2 separate regions of the Mus musculus genome follow, and region 1 is linked to region 2. Evidence: chromatin contacts called from public HiChIP or PLAC-seq data. All regions are on one chromosome and are shown on one strand. The core of a region is the stretch at or near the end of the contact, and the rest is flanking DNA. Distances in the headings are between cores, read along the strand shown.

What was found. HiChIP or PLAC-seq counts read pairs in DNA pulled down with a chosen protein or histone mark.
Region 1: an H3K27ac HiChIP or PLAC-seq map of VIP interneurons shows a contact between it and region 2, with 4 times the contacts expected there. The contact joins two enhancer-like sites. A contact is called at or near these places in 6 of 39 promoter capture datasets (the C10 cell line, cranial neural crest, embryonic stem cells and 3 more) and 3 of 115 datasets of contacts at active chromatin or transcription factors (SST interneurons, VIP interneurons and stem cell-derived neural progenitor cells).

Annotation. Positions count from the first base shown.
Region 1 is chr13:69,413,653-69,419,705 of GRCm38.p6, reverse strand. No RefSeq gene overlaps it. Among named protein-coding and RNA genes, the nearest start is that of Gm35514, 21 kb to the right of the region's middle. Within about 2 kb of position 2,750, at least 6 of the 459 cell types and tissues checked have an H3K27ac peak or open chromatin away from gene starts, as enhancers often do. A contact at or near this core is called in VIP interneurons, where this site is marked.
Region 2 is chr13:68,603,408-68,609,910 of GRCm38.p6, reverse strand. The region is part of intron 1 of 1700001L19Rik (RIKEN cDNA 1700001L19 gene); the gene reads right to left. Gm34903 (a long non-coding RNA gene) reads left to right here and starts at 6,118. Exons shown (of 2, transcript XR_382605.2): 1 at 6,118-6,503. Within about 2 kb of position 1,775, at least 48 of the 459 cell types and tissues checked have an H3K27ac peak or open chromatin away from gene starts, as enhancers often do. A contact at or near this core is called in VIP interneurons, where this site is marked.

The DNA of each region.
Region 1 (6,053 bases), core at 1,501-4,000, 810 kb before region 2:
AAATAAAAGGAAAAAGAGAAAAATAGACCAAATATGACTTTTATCATTACCGTTGTGTGTACACAAAACATATAGATACAACCTGCTGATTTTTGTTAGTGTGTATATGGTTTCAGGGCTGACCACTCTGTATCAGACAATTGATTAGGAGATGCTAATTCTCCTTCTTCCAGTAGTAAATACATGCCTGTAATTCTTATCTATATATGTATATAAAGATAATAATTAATAACCAAAGAAAAGAAGGCTTTTAGCCTAAAGGAGGACCTTGAGGGGGTTGGAGGGAGGACAGAAAGGGAAAGTGATGTAATTCTATTTCATTTAAAACATAAAAGAGCAGTAGCCTAGCAGGCCCAGGGAAGCACACTAGGAGGCAGGGTTCCTCAGTGGTCTCTGCTTCCTTTTCTGCCTCAGGTTCCTGCCTTGAGTACCTGTCCTGGTTTCCTCTAGTGATAAATTGTGAACTGGTAGTGTGAGCTAAAATAACCTTCTTAAATCCTGTTTGGACTAGATGTCCCAGGATAGGGTGGTACCCAAGGGTAGGGGACAATGGGGGGGGAGGGCCAGTGGTGGAAGGCAACAGTGGAAGGTGGGGGCTTTGCACGGGTGGGAAGAGAGGAGGGAGTGAAGCTGTGATTGGGATATAATCCGAATTTTAAAAAGTAAATTATTGGGGGGGGGGGACCCTCTTCTTACACAAGGTGCTTTGGCCATGGTGTTTATCAAAGCAAAGGAGTTTGGGAGAATCCTCTGGAGAAATACCAGAGAGGAGGTAGCTTAAGTTGGCACTGTAAGCATTTGTCACCCAAACCACAGTGACACAGGCTCCGCGAGTCTTCTGTCCCCATTCCAAGCTGGTCCCAGCATCTGCCTCTGGCCTGTGATATATGATCCTGACCTAAGGCCCCTGCTGACTTATCAGAGCCAGACAGCAGCATTAACGAGATTCCCTCCAGAAAGAGTCTGCGATTTTGGCTGGAGGAGCTCAGGGAATTGGATGCCCTGGGTTGAGTGAGAGCAGATCAGGATCCAGGGCACATCACTCGTCTGGGTAGTTGGATCTTCCAGCAACTCTAATGAGTTCACAGAAAGCAATTTCTTGGAATTTGGGCTTAGGGAACGCTAGAGATACTTGTAATGGATGAGCACAGGCAAAGGGCAAACACGAGATCTGAGCTTTCATTGAGCTCTGCTCTGTAGCGGAGTGATGCGGGACGGAATTAGGCTGCTTCCGGTGCCTTGACATACCTATGGAGCAGGTCTTGTTACCTGAGAACTGCGGAAGCGCCATTGTTGTCTTTTCCCAGCATGCTTTGCAATCTCCTTCTACACTGGGCCGAGCATATACAAACCATCACACTCTCCTTCCACACTGACACCTTGACTACAGACGCCCTGCCCCATCCTCGGTCTGGTAGCCATGGACTCTAAGGGGCTGTACCACCTTGGTGGGGCAAGATTCTCTCCTGACTGTATGGATTCTTTCTCCTGGTTCTGGACTTTCATTCTCTGTCAGCGAGGGTGGGTCAGTGTGGGTAAATCATCACTCGCCTTTCACATGCTGACTGGAGCCTGCAGTGCGGGGGGGGGGGGGGCAGGAAGGATCGGCTGCAAGAGGCAATCAAGTGCAGCAGCTTAATCAAGGCACTTTAATGTTCCCTGTCTAACAAGTAGCGCAGAGAGAGGAGTGAGGGCAGATTCCAGGCCTCGCAGTACCAGTGCCTTAGCTCCTCTCTCTTCTTGCTCAAAGTTTGGGAGTGAATGTTTTCCCCTTGGCCTTGGGATGGCATTGGAGCCACGATTCAGGCAGAAAGTACATTAAATGGGTAAGGTAAGGCGAGCTTCAGTGGTCTAGAAGAACAACCCTGGACTGGAAATCCCCAAACCTGAGCTCTCCCGCGTCCAGCCCAAACTTGGGACTCTTTCTCAGAATCACGGAGACATTGGTTAGAAGTCAGTGTTCTGAACTCCTTATCTGCTGACTCTGCTTGTGGGGTGAGGAGGAACTTGCCCATAGTCTGGCATGTGGGAAGCACTGTAGCAAATACATATGCATGAGGATAGGTGTGAGACTGAGAGTGTGAGCATGCGTGTGCTTGGGTGCGTGTGTGAATGAGTATTGCCCAGTGCTACACGTATGTGCATGTCTGTGCCTAGGCATATGAGTGTCTGCACATCTCAGGGCTGTGTGTCAGTACATGTGTGTATGCCCCGGTGCATGTATTTGTGCACTTGAGATCATGTGTGCGAGTCTGCACATGGGTAAACGTATAATCGTGTGTGTTTATACATAGGTGACTGAATTTGTGTGCTTGGGTAAATGTATGCATGATCATTCTGTTTATCAGTGTGCATGTGTGCATATGACAACATGTGTGTTCATGAGTGGGTGAGTCTATGTGGTCAGGCTTTGATTCCGAGTGAATTATGAAGAGCCCATAAGCCTTATTTTTTTATTTTTTTGCAATTTACAAAAAGCTCACTCAAGGTCTGGTAGAGAATGAGGTGTTCCCCCCCCCCCCCCTCCGCCCAGCTTTATGTCATGGTGCAGGAGAATTGGATGCTAGATTGTGACTGCTCTGCAGGAAGCAATGTGAGGCACAGCTTGGCTTTGGGAGGCTGCATGCTGAGAAGATCTCTTTGTGCTCACCCTTCATCCCAACAGGTTCTGAGGCCAGCAGCTAATCCCCATGGCTAGCAGCTGTCCTTTGCCCAAATCTGTAGAACATGGCCACGCAGCTGAGCCCAGGGGTATGGACCTCTTTGAGGCTCTGTTCTTTGTCTGAATGGTGGTTGGCACAGCACTTCTGCATGGGCTGAGATGACCCAGTTTTGATGACTGAACAACCATCGATCCAGGCTCTTGCTTCAGTCCCACAGCCTGCTTGCCTCTGCCTTTTGTTTAGCAGCTTAAGAATGGCTGCCATGGGTGTGCTCAATTCTTGTTCCTATGAGCATAGCAGGGTGGTCCCAGTCAAACAGAAGAGCTGTGCATTATTGTTCTATTTCTGCTGTGGTTTGGGGCTTGGCCAGTTCCCTACTTATACTCCTTGGGCCCGTAGTTCAGGGAAGGGGCTGTTTCCTTAGAGTCAGGATCACACTCCCCAGCTCTGAGTGTGTTGCTACAACTTTGCAGGCTATGGCCTGGCTAAAGGTGTGCCTGGGTCAGACACCCTCAAGTCCTTCAGAAAAGGCTGGTAGAAGAGCTTTCCAGGGCCTGGTGAGGGGTGTGGTGGGCTGTGATGGGAGATGAGAGATAAGAGCTGGTGTCACCAAGGTCTGGATGGATGGGATGGATCCAGATAAGCAGTTACTCATTTCAACCAGGCTAGGAAGATGCCTTTGCCCATTGGTTCTTGTGATGCACTGACTTTATTTATATCTTGCTTTGATCCCAGTCACTGTTAAGTTTGTACCTAATACAAAGGGATTTTTGCTTTGGATTAGGCAATGAAATATTTTCTTTTGGCATTTATCTCTCGCCCTCCCTCCCGCCCTCCCTCCCCCCTCCCTCCCCTCTCTCTGCGTATGCATGTTTGCAAGTGTTTCATTACACATGAGTAGATGTGCATGCATGTAGGTGCATGGGAGGACTTGAGATTTCTGCTTGACATCATTCTTGATCATTCTTTACATTATTCATCAAAGCAGCTGAACCCAGAGCTTGTGAATGCAATTTGTCTCCTAGCAAGCTTGCTCTAGAGATCCTCTGTCTCCACCTTCCTAGGGTGGAATTTCAAGCCAGTCACCTCAAGTCACCTGTCACCTGATATCTATGTGGGTCTTAGGAATCCAAACTTTGGTCTTCATGCTTGCAGAGAAATGGAAGCCCTCTCAGCACTGATGTCCCCAGGCCATGTTACAAACACACATGTACATCAACTCCTAGGCTGAGTTATCCACTAGTGTGCACACCTACTCCAGGCTGTGATACACATACACATGCATACCTACTCCTAAGTTGCCACGCATGCATAGCATATGTATGTGCATGTGCGTATATGCATATGTGTATATGTATGTTCATATGTGTATATGCATATGTGTGCATGTATGTTCATGTATGTGTGTGTGTATGGGAAGCCGTTGTGTGCATGTATGTACACATGTGTGTGTGTGCATGTATGGGTATGCATGTGCACATACGTGCATATGTGTGCATGTGCATGTGTGTGCATGTATATTCACGTGTGTATTATGTGCATGTGTGCGTGCATGTGCATGTATGTATGTGTGTGTGCATGTGTGTATGTATGTACACATGTGAATGTATGTGCATGTATGGGTATGCATTTGCATGTGTGTGCATATATGTGTTTTCATGCAGCCAGAGGTCAAGGTCATCAATATGTTCCTTGGTCACTCACCATCTTATCTTTAGAGACATGTTCTTTTGGGTGACCTGGCAGTGGTCATCAATTCAGATAAGCGTACTACACTGTGAATTTCCCCAGAGCTTCATCCCTTGGTGCTATTAGGATGCCAACCATTGCTCTGTGTTTGGCATGTGAGCTGCCTGCCACAACATCAGTCTGTTGGTCACCAGGGGCAAGGAGGCCTGCGAGTGCTTCAGCTGATGTAGTGATTGTACTGCAGGCCATTTTCCTCTGATCCAAGATCCCTGATGGTGTGGGAGGGCCAAGTCCCTGCCGCCTTCATAGACACTGATGAAACATGAGCTGTGGTGAGACTAAACTTCCCTGGGTGCCGTGATTCACGACTGATTTCCCCATCTCGAATTCTATTAAAAACAAGCCTGAAAGTACTTCTTGTTCCCAAACCCTTAGCACAGGGACACCGTTTCTGTAGGAGTGAGAAATATGCTAAAAATGTTATATACATTTAAAGGCAGCCTGCATATACAGTAAACGGATGTAGTGTATTTGTATATATTGTGTCAACAACCAAGTATTTTCTCTAATTACCCAACACAGAAGCCCATGCAGGTGTCAGCTCTCCTGTTGTCCTGACAGAAACAAAGCAGGAAGGATTTATCTTGACTTGTTCTCTCAGAGGTTCTATCCATGGTCCTTTACCCATGTTGCTTCTGGGACACAGCGAAGTAGAACACTGTAGTGAGGTGTTCTACTTCTCTTCAAAGGTGCCTTCCACATCATCGGGAATCTTGGATCAGACATAAATGATATATTATTTACAATACTACTTCAGCTGAAGCTACTAGAGGCTGATCCCAAGCCCTTAGAGTCACTCCCTCATCTAAAGTGAAGGCTATTAATAGAACATTTGAGCATTGGTCAGGCTAACCAATCAGCAGCCAGCTGTCAATGAATAGGTGATTGCTTCTCCCAGTTTCCCAATGCCAAACATCTTGGTTAGGGTTTCTGTTGCTGTGAAGAGACATCACAACCATGGTAACTCTTATAAAGGAAACATAATTGGGTCTGCCTTACAGGTTCAGAGGTTTAGTCCATTATTGAAATGGTGGGAAGCATGGCGGTGTGCAGGCAGACATGGTGCTGGAGAGGGAGCTGAGAGTTCTACAGTAGGATTGACAGGCAGCAGGGAGAGAGAGAGAGAGAGAGAGAGAGAGAGAGAGAGAGAGAGAGAGAGAGAGAGAGAGAGAGAGAGAGAGAGAGAGAGAGTCTTGAGCTTCTAAAACCTTATAGCCTACCTTCAGTGACACGCTTCCTCTAACAAGGTCACACCTCCTAATATTGGCATTCTGTATTGACCTTTTGACCTATTGAAGTTTCTTCCAAACTACTACAGAGAGGGCAGGCCACATCACACATGGAGGAGTGTGAGTGTTGGTCAGGGGGTTGAAAGAGGGAGGGAGCTGCAGACAGGAGCCTCAGTGTGGACATGGACAGGAGTGGAAGCTGAGTGTGAGCCAGACAAGATGGGGGAGCTTGAGCCATATCAGCAAGTTTTCAGCCACAGGGACATCTGGTAGTTGGATGATGCTTCAGGCAGGTGCTTGGCCTGAAGCGTCAATAAAAGATGTGCTTGGGTGTCAGCTCCGAATTGGCAGGTGTGCATTTGGAACTCACGCTCCAGCAAGCATATTAGGAACTAGTTAGTCGTACAGGGCC
Region 2 (6,503 bases), core at 526-3,025:
TTGGGTGTTTGTTTTTCCTAATAGTGATACTAAAATGATTCACTCTGTGGGACAGAGACAAACTAGTGTGTGGAAAGAATAAATGCACACGGATGTTGAGGGGACTGGAAAACACTTGTTTACCGAGTGCAGGAACCCAGCGTTCTGGCAGTGATGGGAATAGCTAGCAATGCAGCATCAAGCAATGAGGGCACTCATGGACTGACCACCAGGTAGACTTTGATCAGCTCAAATCTGGTAGAACCTGATGTATCTACCATCCAGTGAAGGAGACAGCATGGTTTTTAAGAATTGCAGTTCCAGGATTTCTAAGAGTTTTGCCAGATATGCAGGGAACTTTCCCTCACTGAGAGTATCCCAGCTTCACTAAATTCAGCCATTCCTGGTCTGTCACTGGAGGCAGTGGCTTCTCTCTCTGCATCACAGCTCTCATTAGCGTGTTTGCACCACCTGCCCTGGGTTGTGTCTCCTGATCAGGTAACACATGATCTAGACAGGGCTGTGAGAAACACTAACTCCGTGAAGAATTGACTAAATTCAGCATTCAGTGCTATAACATCAACTAGTTCTTGTATCTTCACATTACACTGTAGCCAAAAGTAAATTCTAGAGGAACTAGGAAAATAAAAGCAAAAGAAAGCCCATGAGGGCCCTCCCACGCATAAAAGCAATAAGGAAAATGTCACAAAGAAAACATCAATCACTTTGACTCTCTAAAATAGGCATTTGCTTATCAAATAAATCTAAGTTTCTTTAAAAACCCATTTTAAGTCGTGACAAAGAAATCTCAGTCATGAACACTCAGTGCAGATCTGTTGCTGCAGAAGCTGATGGCCTCCAGCCCTCACAGGCAGAGCAATGCTTTCTGGGAGAAACAGAAAGGACCCTTCAGTAGCACAGAGGAAGTTCAAACTTGGCACCCACTCTGCAGGAGTGGTGGGCCCATCCCTCTTCTAGGCCTTTTGAGGCATAAAGCTACTGGCTAAGCTGGGGAGAGGCCCACAGCAAGACAGCACTAACCTGAACGCCCACTGTAGTGTGTGTGTGTGTGTGTGTGTGTGTGTGTGTGTGTGTGTGTGTGTGTACTTCTGTGTGAGTGAATGAATCCATATATGGAAAGGTGGAGTTGTACCAAGCTGTCTGTAGGCCAGTAGAGGGCATCAGATCTCTTGGAGATGGAGTGATGGACACCTGTGAGCCACCTGATATGGGTGACACCTGTGAGCCACCTGATGTGGGTGACACCTGTGAGCCACCTGGTGTGGGTGGTAGAAACTGAATTCAGGTCCCTTGGAAGAACAGCAAGCACTTTTAACTACTGAGTCATCTCTCTCTTAAGCAATCGGATGGTAGTTAGGCATATGGTCTGGTCTCAGTTTTCTGTCTGCAAGCCCTCCTGCCCTGGCTATCCCTGTGCTGTCTGTAGGGTAGAAGGAGGTCAGCCACAGCTGACAGCATGAAGGACGAACCCTTGTGATCAAGTTGTTCTCTTCTAACCGCTGAGGACCGTATGCAAAAGTAGGCGTGGGCGGTCTTCCCCATCCCACGCCCAACAGTGCTCCCACTGGGCGTGTAGTCTGCTCAGGTAATGGGAGCCGCAGAAGAGGGGAAGCACCAACAGTAAGGAAACAAACTGCCAGGAAGGGAACAGTAAGGAAACAAACTGTGCTGTGTTTCTTGCCTCGAGCTTTCGGCCAGGCCACCCCTCCAGAGTGGGGTGGGTTCTGCTAGGGGGCGGAGCTTATCTGAGAAGGAGACCCAATGACAGAAGAACAGATTCAAGGAGAAAGGGGGCTTGTAATCACTGTTACAGATGCTCCACGTCACAGAAACCTATTGCAATATGCAACTTCCCAGGAGAAACGAAAAAACAAAGCAAAACAAAACAAAACAGTCTATTGGTTTTCATTTTAACGAGGTCTCCTAAAACTCTGTAAATAGGAGCAGCTAAGAGTCTATGCTGCCTCCTCCCAATTCCAGGGCGTTGCGAGCGCCTGGGCCATGTTGATCTGGATTAGGAAGCTCACTGCTTCTGGGCAAGGGCTGATGAAAACCCAGGAGCTCCCAGCCCCACCCTACCAGCCCGCCCCATCCTACCCTTGCCGCGTGTGTGCTGCATATTCAGAATGTTCCAGAGGGGGGAAAAAGGATGAATTTTTCTACTGCTGAAGAATAAGACTAAAAGGAAAAAAATTACTAGCAGACGGGCAGCCTCACAGAGCAAAACACTATCCGTCTCCTGTGTCTGAGCTGAGCCGAAGTGTGTCTTCCATTACAGAGCTTTCATCTTTTGTTCTTGTATTCCTTTGTGGCTTGAAGCAAGATGATTTTAATAAAAACCAATCGGGACTGAGATGCTATCACAACACAGACTTGGTGCTGCACAATTAAAATCTCTCAGATTCACCTGCCTTTCTCTGGAATTTAGCTTTAAAAAAAGAGCAAAACAGAAAATATTAACTTGTGACCTCTGCCTTTGTCTGCTTGCATTTTGAGCATTGCTTAAACATGGAAACGGTGTGTGCTACATGTGACATCTGATGTCCTGCCTTCAGTTTACCTCTTGTGCTTTCAAATCCTGTTACTGAGTAGTCTCTAGCCAGTTGAGTGTGTGGATGTCATCTGCTCAACGGTTGTCTGTGTCTTCCATTCCCATGTTTTACTGGGTCTGTTCCTTCTGCAGTTTGGGAAATAATTCAGCTGTGGAGATTTGATATCCATTGTTAGGTATTAAAAGGGCTGGACTTGATCTGAACACATTGCAAGAGGTGGTGCCTTCCAAGATGGCTGACTTTAGGTGAGGTTATCAGGGCAGTCTGGTCGCTCTATACTGAGTGAGACAGAGAGGCCATTGTGTTCAGTCCCAGCCTCTCAGAGAGCCATGCTCCACTGCAGGGAGCATGCTCCTGGCCTCTCAGTGTGCTCTGACTGCTCCAGGATGCTCAGCCAGTGAGACCATTAGTACCTGTGGTTTCTGGAAACTTGAGAACCATGACCTAAATAAACATTTTCTTTATAAGACACATAGCCTTGGGTATTTCATTGTAGTGATGGAAAATGAGCTAAAAATAACTCTAAGGGGCCATTTTAGGCTCCAGGACAGAAATGGAGGGCCCTCACTTTAAGTGAGACTATAGTCTGAGCCTAGGAAAAACACACACATACAAATATATAAAAATAATAAAATGCTAAAATATTACAAATAAAATGACAGCATGGAAAAATGCAGTGGCTTAAAAGAAGGGATGCTAAGCTCTTGTGTGCTCTGAGCTTGTAGACGTGGTAACGATCTGTGTGCTCTGGTTTTGTGGACATACCTTGGCATCTCTGATAATCACACAGCTAGCTACTACAGCTAGAACTCTGGAAAGCAACTTCTCAGGTGCTGTGGGTTGGGTTTTGTCCTCCAGAAGCCCTCGAGTTGAAGTTTTATACAAGAGAATATGGAATGCTGCCCTGCTCAGAAGCAGGGTTGCTGAAGATGTACTCAGTTAAGGTGATGTCATGCTAGCATAAGACAGCACTATGCAATGTGAATGGTGTTCTCAAGGAGCAGGAATTTGAAATAGAGACATATATCAGGAGAGACGGTCTGAACAGGACAAGAAGATGGCTATAAAGAAACAAAGGTGTTTCCCTCTGAGCCCACAAAAGGGACTGAACATTCCACTCTCCAGGACTCCAAAAGGTAAGTTACCATTGTTTTAAGCCATTAAGCCTGGACCACTTTGTGCTGCCCAATACACTCTACAAAAGCAGCTGTGTTCAGAACAACTGGGAAGCCAAAGTGGGGTTAAATCAGAGGCTACTGAAGCAGGGCCAGAAGCCTAAGGAGCACACTCCTCTGGTAAACTCAATTTGCTGACCACCTGAGTGGAAAACGTCACTAATACACAATTATACTCTACTCCTGACGACACAAGGAATTCCCTTGCTCCTCCCTCCTGCTCCCGCTGCTCCCGCTGCTCCCCCCTTTTCCCCCTCTCCCCGCTCTGCTGCTCCCCCTGCTGCTCCCCCTACCGCTCCCGCTCCTGCCGCTCCTGCTGCTCCTCCTCCTGCTCCTCCTCCTCCTCCTGCTCCTCCTCCTGCTGCTCTGGCTCCTTTAGTGAAGACACGTGACCAGTTCTACCCAATGGAATGTGATCTGAAGCGACCTGTGCCGCCTCAGCCAGAAGTATGGAAGAACCAGCACCCAGAGCCAGGTTGCCTGGAGTGGGAGCAGCCCAGGAGGTGGCTGCTGAGTGATTTAACTGTGCAAGGGCATACTGCCGACCCTACTGGACCTTTTGCATGAGAAACCAAGTCGCTGAGCTCTGTGGGGTTGTTTGTTGCTGCAGCAAAACTAGTCTTGTCCTGACTGATCCAAGTGGAAAGCTCTCCACTTTCCAGAAGTTACACTCTCACACAAATCACAAGCGTGAGGTTTAAAATAAACTGGGACCCAGGTCCTTTCTTTTCTCCTCCTTTTCCTATGACATCAAATATAAACATGTTCTTCTTTATCAGATTGAAATACTTAAATTCTGTGGGAAAGGAACAAAAGAGATGTGCACACTTTCATAATCTTTTTGACAATTTGTCACATGCTTATGCATACATGTGTGTGACAATGTGCTGTGATCACATTCACCGTTACCCTTGTCCATCTTCCTCCCACACTTGTACAAGATGACCCTTTGTACTTCCATGTGTGAATGTGTAGTGTGTGTGTGTGTGTGTGTGTGTGTGCATGTGTGTGAATATGTGTGTATGTCCCACTCAATTTAGTTAAGGCTGCCTGTGGTGCTTTCTTTTTTGTTTGTTTCTTCAAGATAGAGTTTCAGGGTTTCTCTGTGTAGTCCTGGCTGCCCTGGAGCTTGTTCTATAGAACAGGCTGGCCAAGAATGCAAAGATCCACCTGCCTTTTCCTCCCAAGTGCTGGCATTGAAGGCCTGTGCCACATATTTTTATGTAACTGCAATGAGAATAATACTATAGGCTCACCAAACACATTTCTATTTGAGAACAAGTTACAGAGTCAGTTCTCTATTGTCCTATAGTAGTCTGAACTAGGAAGGTGCTAAGATGCCACGGCATGCTATCTCTAGGCATATAGGCTCAATCTCTGTGTATGAAGAATTCAGAGAATTCAATTAATGACTCCATTGTCCTGGAGACTACAAGGCTCTGTAAACCATGGAACCACTGAGAGAGAAACCAGGCCTGAATAAGAATAAGCCAGTTAATATCCACCATCACAGGGAAAGAGTCTACGTGATCCCACACCTGATTGAGAAGATTCCAGCAGGTGATGGCTACTGAGGGATGGAGAGTCAATTTTCTTCAGGAGTATGGATTATAGGAGTTTGACCCAATGCTCTCAACACCAATGTGCATATGGGGAGCACTGATTTGACTCAGGTGAGTTGTGAAGAGGAGGAGGAAGAGGAGATGGAAGAGGTGGTGGAAGAGATGGCAAAGGAGGAGGAGGGAGAGGAGAATATAGTGGTGGAGGAAGAGAAAGAGATGGAGAAGTAGGGGGAGGAGACAGAAGAGGAGGACAAGGAGGAAGAGGAGAACAAGAAGATGGAAGAGAAGGGGAAAGGGGAGGGAGGAGGAAGAAGAGGATGGGGATGAGGAGGAAGAGGAGGAAGATAGATGGGGAGGAGTGGGAGGATAAAGATGGGGATGAGGGAAAGGGGAGGATGAGGATGGAGATGAGAAAGAAGGAAGGAGGAGGGAGAAGTGTCCAAGATAGGCTGCAAGTAGGGAGGGGAGCTGAATATGACGTCAAATGCATCCTAGTCATATACATAATTATCAGTGCGTATATAATAAAATTCATGTCCTTTTCAAATAAAGATATAAATAACCCTCATTATAATTTTTATATGTTTTTAAAAGAGGCACAGTGGGTTGTCAAATCACTGCACCAAGAGCTTTCCAGTACTCACATTGGGCAAAACATGAGAAATGAATCAATGTCTGTCATATGACACTTATTGTCTTCATTCCAATGTTGCCCTTTTATGAAACTAACTGCTCACTGCAGAAAAAAAAAACAGGCATACATAGACATACATGCAAACAGAACATAAACAAATAAAAAATATAAAAATAAATTTTAAATTAAAAAAATATTCTCAGTGCTGCCAGATGAGGGCAGCCAACCAAGCATAGAGTTCAGACGTGATGCTAAAAATGAGTCTTGTGGATTAGTAAGAACAAACTCTGCCATGATACTGGTTAAGCTTCTGGGTTGCTCAGGCATGGCCTAGCTCATCCTGACTACAGTGGAAATTACTTGTCAGTGGCTGCTACTCCTCTCTTCAAAGCTACTTGCCCACAAGCATATGACCTACTTTCAAAACTGTAAATCTCCAAGGTCATTGATTCTGTTAGGGCCTTGTTTGAGTTCTGGTAAGCCCAGAGCCTATCCTTGGGAGTCAGGCCAGTAGGCTAAGCTAAGAAAATGTTAACAGGAGTCACAACTCTGTAGTCTAGAAGGCTGCAGCTTGTCAAGA